2 separate regions of the Sus scrofa genome follow, and region 1 is linked to region 2. The links are chromatin contacts, called in public Hi-C maps. All regions are on one chromosome and are shown on one strand. The core of a region is the stretch at or near the end of the contact, and the rest is flanking DNA. Distances in the headings are between cores, read along the strand shown.

Evidence for each region. A called contact is a pair of places that touch in the nucleus more often than the background predicts.
Region 1: a contact with region 2 is called in a Hi-C map of liver, with 1.4 times the contacts expected there. The contact joins the promoter of ARRDC4 here to the enhancer-like site in region 2. A contact is called at or near these places in 2 of 5 promoter capture datasets (fetal liver and liver), 3 of 47 Hi-C or Micro-C datasets (alveolar macrophages, embryonic fibroblasts and liver) and 1 of 2 datasets of contacts at active chromatin or transcription factors (alveolar macrophages).

The regions. Positions count from the first base shown.
Region 1 is chr7:81,666,825-81,671,046 of Sscrofa11.1, forward strand. ARRDC4 (arrestin domain-containing protein 4) reads right to left here and starts at 2,760. Exons shown (of 8, transcript XM_005656327.2): 1 at 2,239-2,760. The coding sequence starts at 2,530. All of the region lies in intron 2 of LOC106504490 (a long non-coding RNA gene), which reads left to right.
Region 2 is chr7:81,572,502-81,576,730 of Sscrofa11.1, forward strand. All of the region lies in intron 1 of LOC106504490 (a long non-coding RNA gene), which reads left to right. Among named protein-coding and RNA genes, the nearest start is that of ARRDC4, 95 kb to the right of the region's middle. Within about 2 kb of position 2,005, at least 2 of the 83 cell types and tissues checked have an H3K27ac peak or open chromatin away from gene starts, as enhancers often do. A contact at or near this core is called in liver, where this site is marked.

The DNA of each region.
Region 1 (4,222 bases), core at 1,510-4,009, 95 kb after region 2:
GCAACAACATGAGGCAGGGCAATGGCAGGCAAGCCTGGAGAAGAGAGAGTTGCACAGGACACTGGAAAAGGATGAGAGAGATGAAATTCCCTCTTCAGAGAAAAATACAAATCAACACAGGAAATGGAACATTTAAAATGAGATTTTCAACCACCTCCAAACATAAACAGGAGAATATTTTTGAGAAAGTTGATAAACATGGGTTACAGTATTTGGAATTAAATCTCTGCCATCTTTTATTCTCTTGTTTATTAATTTAAAATGTCCACAAGCTGAAACATGTCCCAATTTCTGCTTCTGCTCTCATGGTTTATTACTTTCGTCCTGTGCAATGAGAACTACAATGTCATAAGATGTTTCATTTGCTAATGGTCCTTCAGCCCAGATTTGTAATTTAGGGCACTCAAGAAATGCTGAAGCCATGACCATCACAGAGGCAGAGACTGGGACTCAAAAAGGAATAGGAACTCTACTACTACTACCAATTTCTGGAGGTGACTGAAACTCAACTAGGTTTTAGAATTAAATGTACCTAAGAATCTACAACCATGTAACGTTGCTAACCTCTTCCAAGTAACATGTCAGGAGTGATTATTTCTTTCTCAATGAAATCAATTAAAACAGACCATAATTTTACTTTTTTGTCAACTGTTACAATACATTCTAAAACAAGATTTTCAGGTTGTCTAGCGTTCACCATTCTATTCCATCAGAATGACAAAACATAATCTTACTTGCAATTCAAAACACTATTTGATAGCCCATATTTTAGCAAAAAAAAAAAAAAAAATTGCTAACCCCAGGTCCAACTACTATTAACTTACGTCTATTTACTCAGTAGTTATGGGCACAGAGATACAGAAAGTCCAAAGTCCTGGACAAAAACCAATTTACTTTCCTCTTCATTGCCCTTGACTCCAGTCAGCCATCTTGAAAATCCATGAGGTCTGTTACATCTTGGGGGGGGGGGCTTGATTCTGGAAACCACATTGATCAAAGGGCATAAGGCAAGTAAGAGCTCTCACCTAACACTGCACTTGTTTATCCAAAAGAGGCCTTTGGTTCATATACATTTTCCTCATTAAAATTTTTGGGATCACTTGATTCCCACATACCTTGAAGATTTAACTATTAACGGTCCACTCCTTTACAGTAGGACATGGCAAAACTGTATATACTACTGATTTTATATAAGTCAGAGCAAAGGTTAAACACTGATACACTGCATTTTACTCTTTGCAGGTAGAGAGTCTATACTATTATATTTAATTTTACAGATAACTGCTGAAGCTGGTAAGATGGAAAGGTAAAATAGTTTAAAGTAGCTTCTACCACCCTAAAGAAGACTAATACTTATTGTTACTAGTAATTCATGATTAACGGAATTGATTTTTGCATCTAATATTGATGGAATACCCATGTGGTGAGTTTCCACATGGATACTTACAGAAAAACCTGTATCATTAACCGGGCTTCACAAGAGTATATAAAAAAAAAAAGGGTCATCATTCCTCCAGAAACTCTTACAGTGCCCAGATCCTATGGTCACTAAAGGTCTATGAGGGTGACAGTACTGGAGGAAGGAAGATGATGCAAAGTAAACAAAAAGAAACGAAGAATAAATTTAAAGAATGTAAGATAGAGGCAGAACTCCAAAGAGGGAAACCAAGTATGATGGTCAAGTCACTTCCCTTGAATTCCTACTGCTCAGGAACTACTTCCCTCCTTCCAAGACTGAGGTTTTGCTAACTCATCATGAACCAAGAACAAGCCTCTAGGTCCAGGATGGGGAGAAGGGAAGGCCCATAAAAACACTGGGCATCCCAGAATGAAACCCGTTGACTCTGATCTCCCCTCCATTCTTTAGGCCAGAGGGACACGACTTAGACTCCCAGATCCTTCATTTCAAACTGCTCATCATAGGTTCCCATGGCAACGGCTCACTCTAAGAGCTGTCCAAGACGGTCCCTGACTAGGGACCAGGTGCCGGTCAGACCCCAGCGAGCCAGGGGCGGGTTGCCAGGTAGAGGTGGGCATAACCTCCCTGGTGCTATGAAGTGTGGGACGCAGGCATTGTTGCCCGCCGGTCAAGGCGACCAAAATGAAGCTCTGGCAACCATGTGGGCGGACCCCATCTCCGGAAGCTCTCCCTCTCCGCCCACCTAGCTGGTGGGCATCCACCAGCTCGCCCCCGCCCAGTCCCGCCAGCCCTTCTTTGGGGCCGCGGGCCATGCTCACCAGCCGGAGGCTCGCGGAGGCTCAGGCGCACGTTCAAGTACTCAACCTCGGAGGCTGCTGCCGGGGCCGCTGCGCCGGCGCTCGGGCCCCAGGCGGCGGTGGCACGGCCGTGGGCCTCCAAGCGCAGCGCGCGCAGGGTCACTGGCTCGGCTGCCTCCAGCAGTACATGCCCCGCCACCCTCTCGCCGCTGGAATAGCAACCCTTGCGCTCGTCCTCGAACACCAGACCCAGGCTCTTCACGCGGCCCTCGGAGCCTACCACCGCCGCCGCGGACCCCGCCTCGCCTCCCATCCTGCCGGGCGACGTGGCCGCGCCAAAGAGGTCGGCAGCGGCCGGGAGCTGGGGCCGGGAGCAGAGTGGCGCCGATGTCACGGGCGCCAACCGCACGCCGAAGGCCCCCGTGGCCGCTGTGCTGTGCCCCGTGGAGCCTCGGCGCGCCGTAGGGCCTGTAGCTTTAACAAACCCAGCTGGGAATGGAAAGGGGCAGGGACAGCCCACCCCCTGCCCGCGCCCATAGGCCGGCTGTGAGCCCCGCGGCGTGTGGATTGGTTGTAAATGGCTTCTGAGTCATTTCATTGGCGCCCCCGCGCAGGACCTGGCGCAGGAGGGCAGTGCGTGATCAAGGAGAGGTGACCAATCAGGATACGCAAGTGTGCACGTGCACAGTCCGTTTATTGGCTGAAGCAAGGCACAGTCCTGGGACAGTGACCAATAGTGAGGCGGTGCGCCCATGTGGACAGGTAGTGGGAAACAATATTAGTTTGGGAGGGGGCGGAACCGGGAATCTCCGGCTCGGGGTTTGTCAGTCGTTCCTATGGTTACAAACGGGGGCGGGGTTTCTAGCATCTCCTGGCCTGTTTGCAGGCGTCTCTGAGGTTCGCACGAGAACGCGAAGTTGTGGCTGCAAGTGGCTTCTGTTTAATATGACATCTGCAATACTTGAGAGGAAGTAGATGCCCTGGAAATAGGAACTCAGCATTTACTGCCTTTTGAAATTTGGGGCCAGCCACCCAGGAACTTAGTAAACAACTTGGCATCTCTTAACCTCCAGCTTCCTGAGCACCGCCTCTCCCGGTTTCAGACTTCCCACAGACCTGAAGAATGAAGGCAGTGGTTCTCAACCTGGAACAACCCTAAGTAGTTGTGCTGCCAACCTCGGCTCGCAGCCTCTCTAAGCCAAGCCGGGAATGGCTGGAATAGTCATTCTTCCTGCTTTAAATAAAGTCATCAATCAGGTTTTTCTAAACAACATCTGCCACCCGAGTTTCTGCCCCACCCAAAAGGATTTCCTGACCTCAATATCATAGTCCACGAAAATTTCCAGTTGCCTTGATGACGTGTTCTCCACGCTCATGCCTCCTTTCGCTTCGGTTTCATTTTCTTTCTTCATTCCTTCTCTATTCTGTGCCTTTTTCTTTTTATCATCTAGCATCAATGCACCATCTGGCCTTCATATTCTCATCCTTATAAATTCTTCCCTTATAAAAATACCAAGTTTGTGAGCGCTAACGAATTGATCAATCTCACATTGGAATTTAAAAGTCATTCTTGATGGAGCTGTTTCATTTATTTATTTATTTATTTATTTCGTCTTTTTTTGCTATTTCTTGGGCCGCTCCCGCGGCATATGGAGGTTTCCAGGCTAGGGGTCGAATCGGAGCTGTAGCCACTGGCCTACGCCAGAGCCACAGCAACGCGGGATCCGAGCCGCGTCTGCAACCTACACCACAGCTCACAGCAACGCCGGATCGTTAACCCACTGAGCAAGAGCAGGGACCGAACCCTCAACCTCATGGTTCCTAGTCGGGTTCGTTAGCCACTGCGCCACGACGGGAACTCCCTATTTATTTATTAAATAACCCTAAAGATTGCTTTACTGTTCTGTGTTTAGAGTATTAATGTGGAAATTTAATAAAGCTTCACAAGTCCAACATTTTCTTATCACCTCCTAAAAAAAATGGGAAAGGCCACAAATCGAGCTCC
Region 2 (4,229 bases), core at 755-3,254:
CAGTGTAAACCCCTAGAAGTGGTACATGAGAATACCAATTTCTCCACATCCTTTCCAGTGTATGTCTTAAATATTTTAATTTTTGACAAACTTATAGTGAAAGCAGATGTTTTTAGTTTTAATTACATTTGTCTTATTATTAATGAGACATCAATATGTATTGTTCCTTGCTTGTGAGCTGTTTGCACATCCACATATTAGAGTGTTTGGTACAGTGGCATCATCTATTGTGTGGGCTTTTACTGCAAAAGCTTGAGAACTCTTGGCTTGGCCTCAGGGAAGCCACCAGTACTGAGCAGTCACTGTAAAGAGGCACAAGCAAGCATGGCCTGCCTTCCACAAGCAATTGGAAGTGGTGAGAGAGAGCTTCAGGTAGAGACAGGGCCATTGTTTTTGGGAACTGCCTTCAGAGCCAGTTTCTGGAAAATCAACCTTGCTTCCTTAAATCCATTACAAGTTGTTTTTCATCACATCCTGTCACCCAAATTGTTTACTTCCCCTGGTGTACCAGATTTTGTTCTAAAGAGGCCTCAGATTCTGCAGGTTACCAAACGCTTTGGGCACTGTCAGCATGTGACTCACCAGCTGACAAGGTGGTCACATGTCCCTCCTGTGTACCAAGTAGCCAGTCACATAGTCCTGGTGACTAAGTCCCTGCTAGATTTTTCTTAGCACTAAATACAGGTAAAGGCATGGCTCATCATGCTTTAGGGAATAGAAGGTTAGATTTTCTAGAATGGGACTATGGCCCATAAAGAGGCTTTGCCAAATTTTCTTGGAATTAAATTACAGTGTATGCCCAAATGTAAAGAGAAAGTCCTTCCTTCCCCCAAATCATCTTTCAGAAAGGAGGGAATTGCCCTATAATCAAATCCTTCCAAATTCTCTTCTATTACAGACAGCCTCTTAATTACTGAATTATGATGTATTTTGTAGAGAACCCAGAGTAGCTTTAATTGATTTCAATAGATTCTAGTTTGTGATGCCTGTAGAGGTCTCTAGAAAGAATTAGTGAGAGAGAGGGAGAGGGAAAGACTATTAGTACAAGAGTAGTGATTATCCTTAGGGAAAAGACCTCACTTTCCCAAGTTTTGTTAATTGTAGATTAGCCTTTGAAAGATCCTTCAAAAGGATATTTTTTTGTCAGATCACTGCAGGAGAACTGGGGGAAAATGATTCCTGATATTGTGTCACTGGATCCTTATAGCTTGGAATAAAATTTAGAATGATCACATCATTTGCAGATTTAGAAAATTCATTATCTTAACCCGGATAGAAGGGAAGTTGACATCTCTGGAAAATGGTATGTGATCACTGAAAAACAGGTTCCAGAGATGCTGGAGAAATGGTTGTTGAAACATGTGAACATTTTGAATAAAATTATGTTATGAAACATTTAGAGAGGAAAAAAAAAGGCAATCTTAAAAATAATACCTTATTCTATGAAATGTGAGATTTAAATTATCTATGTCTAAGTTATTTGACTATGTAATCTGAAATAGTACAAGTTGATTTGAATTAGTTTAGAGTGTTAAATTACAATCACATTGAGATAATGGAGTTTCCCTTATACTCAGAAGATGGAGCACTTTTTTTCCCCCTGGTAATATTTACAGGCTCCATAGAGAGGAGAGGAATCAGAAGGGAGAATCCAATTATGTTCACAATCTACAATAAGGAATATGGAGAAATACTGCCTAATTTACAGTGTGGTGCCAATTTCTGCTGTACAGCAAAGTGACTCAGTCATACACACACACACACATACACACACACACACACACACACACACACTTATATACGCATTCCTTTTTAAATACTATTTTCCACCAAGATCTATCCCAGGAGATTGGATTGATAGTATTTTTAATTATTACAAAAATAATACTATTGATTCCCATTATTTGTGGACTCCATATTTGCAAATTCACCTATTCACTAAAACTGATTTGTCACCCAAATCAATACTTGGTAAATTGCCAAGGTCACTCATGGACATGCACAGTGTGGTGAAAAAAAATTGAAATGCACATGTTCTGGGCTAAGGTCAAACAAAGTGATGCTCTGCCTTCCTGTTTCAGTCCTCACACTCGAGTTACAGTTTTATGGTTTTTATACAACAGTCAAGTACAGTGCTAAAGCGCTGGTTAGTGTTCCTAAAGGCAAGAAAGCTGTGAAGTTCCTTATGAAGAGAATATGTGTTTTGGGATGAGCTTTGTTCAGGCAATGATAGAGCCACTGGTCAGGAGTTTAGTGTTAATAAGTCAACTACTTATATTACACAGTGTCTTTAAACAGAAGTACACATAAAACAAAGTTATATATTGAGTGGTTGATAAAAATGTGACTAAAGGCTCACAGGAATCTACTCTTTTATTTCTCCTTGAGTAATGGTTGAAGATTTGCTAATTCAGTGTTCACAGACCCAGTGAAGAACGTGACTACCAGAGATAAGGACACCTGACTGGGTACATGTAACGTTCCATTGGTGGCATACATTTCATTTGTATACATACATTTCTATATGTTGCCAATATTTTTTCAGGACATTTAACAACCTTAAGATTATTTTCTAAAACTCAGTGTACAGGGATTAATTCACCATAATAGAACTGGGTCGAAAAGATTTAAAAATTTTACTTTGGGTCCAAGAAGTGAGGAAGTTAATGAGAGAATGTTTCAGCTATGTGAATGGAAAAGGAGAAAGCCAAGTGAAGTTTTCACTTTTCTTCCAGATGTTTGACAGGATGCTGACAGTCATATCTATCTGAGGTCATATTTATTTGGTTCCTAAAACAATACTTTTCACCATCCTGTTTATAATGTGAAGGAAAAGAAGTACAGAACTTAGAACAGGTACAAAGTCTACCCACATGGGCATTTCCTAATGAGTGTTCTGTATAAAACGAGTTCCAGAAAGTGATGGTAGGTGTTACTCGTGGGGTGCAGTTCAAATTTGCCGTCACTGTGAGACTCAAGTGTAAGGAAGTCCTTATTAACTCTCATGGCCCATATCTAATTAAATGTGACCCTGAAATCCCATGTACCTGTGAGGTAAGAAATTTAGGCATGTTTATTTCCAAGGCATCCGCCTCCTTCCTTTGCTCCAGGCAAGTTTTCAGGGCACTCACACATATAGGAATACTTGGGGAAGTCTCTCCGAGGTTAGTACACACTGAATCCCACTGTTCTGCTCAGGTTCTAAGCCAGTGTGCCCCCAGTGGTGGGGGCTGGGGCAGACCAGTGCAGCTTCCTGCTTCCAGCCAGATCAGGCCATTTGACACCTGCTTAGGTTAAGCTGCAGAAGAACAGGGCCCATCCCTGTATGTCCACTGTCCCCTCACTGGTATCCTGCACCCACCCCACCCCTCAGGACAGAAACTCCAAATACTGACCTGTTTCTGTTTGGAAAATCTCTTTTCCCCAAGGCTAGTTCCTCCAAACCTCAGGACACTTTCAGTTCTTCCATTGATTTGTTTTTCAAGTGTTTATCGTAGAATCATTTTTGAAAATGTTATTAGAATATAGTTGGCTTACAAAGTTGTATTAATTTCAGGCATATAGCAAAATAAATCAATCATACAGATATATATATCCATCCCTTTTCAGATTCTTTTCCCATATAGGTTACTAACAGTACTGAGTAAATTTCCCTGTGCTATATAGTAGGTTTCCCTTATCTGTCTATTCTACATAAAGTATATATATCATCTCCCAAACACCCTAATTTAGCCCCCCCAACCATGTTTCCTTTGGTAAACATAAGATTGGATTGAAATCTTTTAAACTTGACCTTAGGCATAAGGAAAATCCCAAGCCTCCAATACAAAGGCCTAGGATAGGGACCATAACCCTCTTTTATTTGACCCTATTATGGGCATAAAAATGTTTCTCACTCTCAATAAATTTTGTCTCCATCCTCTGTAAAATAGGTGAGAGGATGCTCAAGTCAAAAGAAATTTGTCAAAGCAGTGGATTTACTTATTTCGTAACTTCTCGCAGCCTTTACTATGCACTGTGAATCTCCCAGAGGAGGTTGGAGAGGGGAGTGCATCTCAAATGTATTGAACGCTGGAGCTTCTTGCATGTGCAGCACCTCTTGGGGTTGGGCTGGTAATTGGCTGAATGTACCTGGGTATTCAAGGAGGTAAATGACTTCTGAAGGCCATGAAGTTGCCTGGTGATGGGTTTCCTCTTCTTGAGAATATTTCTCCAGCAAAAGATAAAGT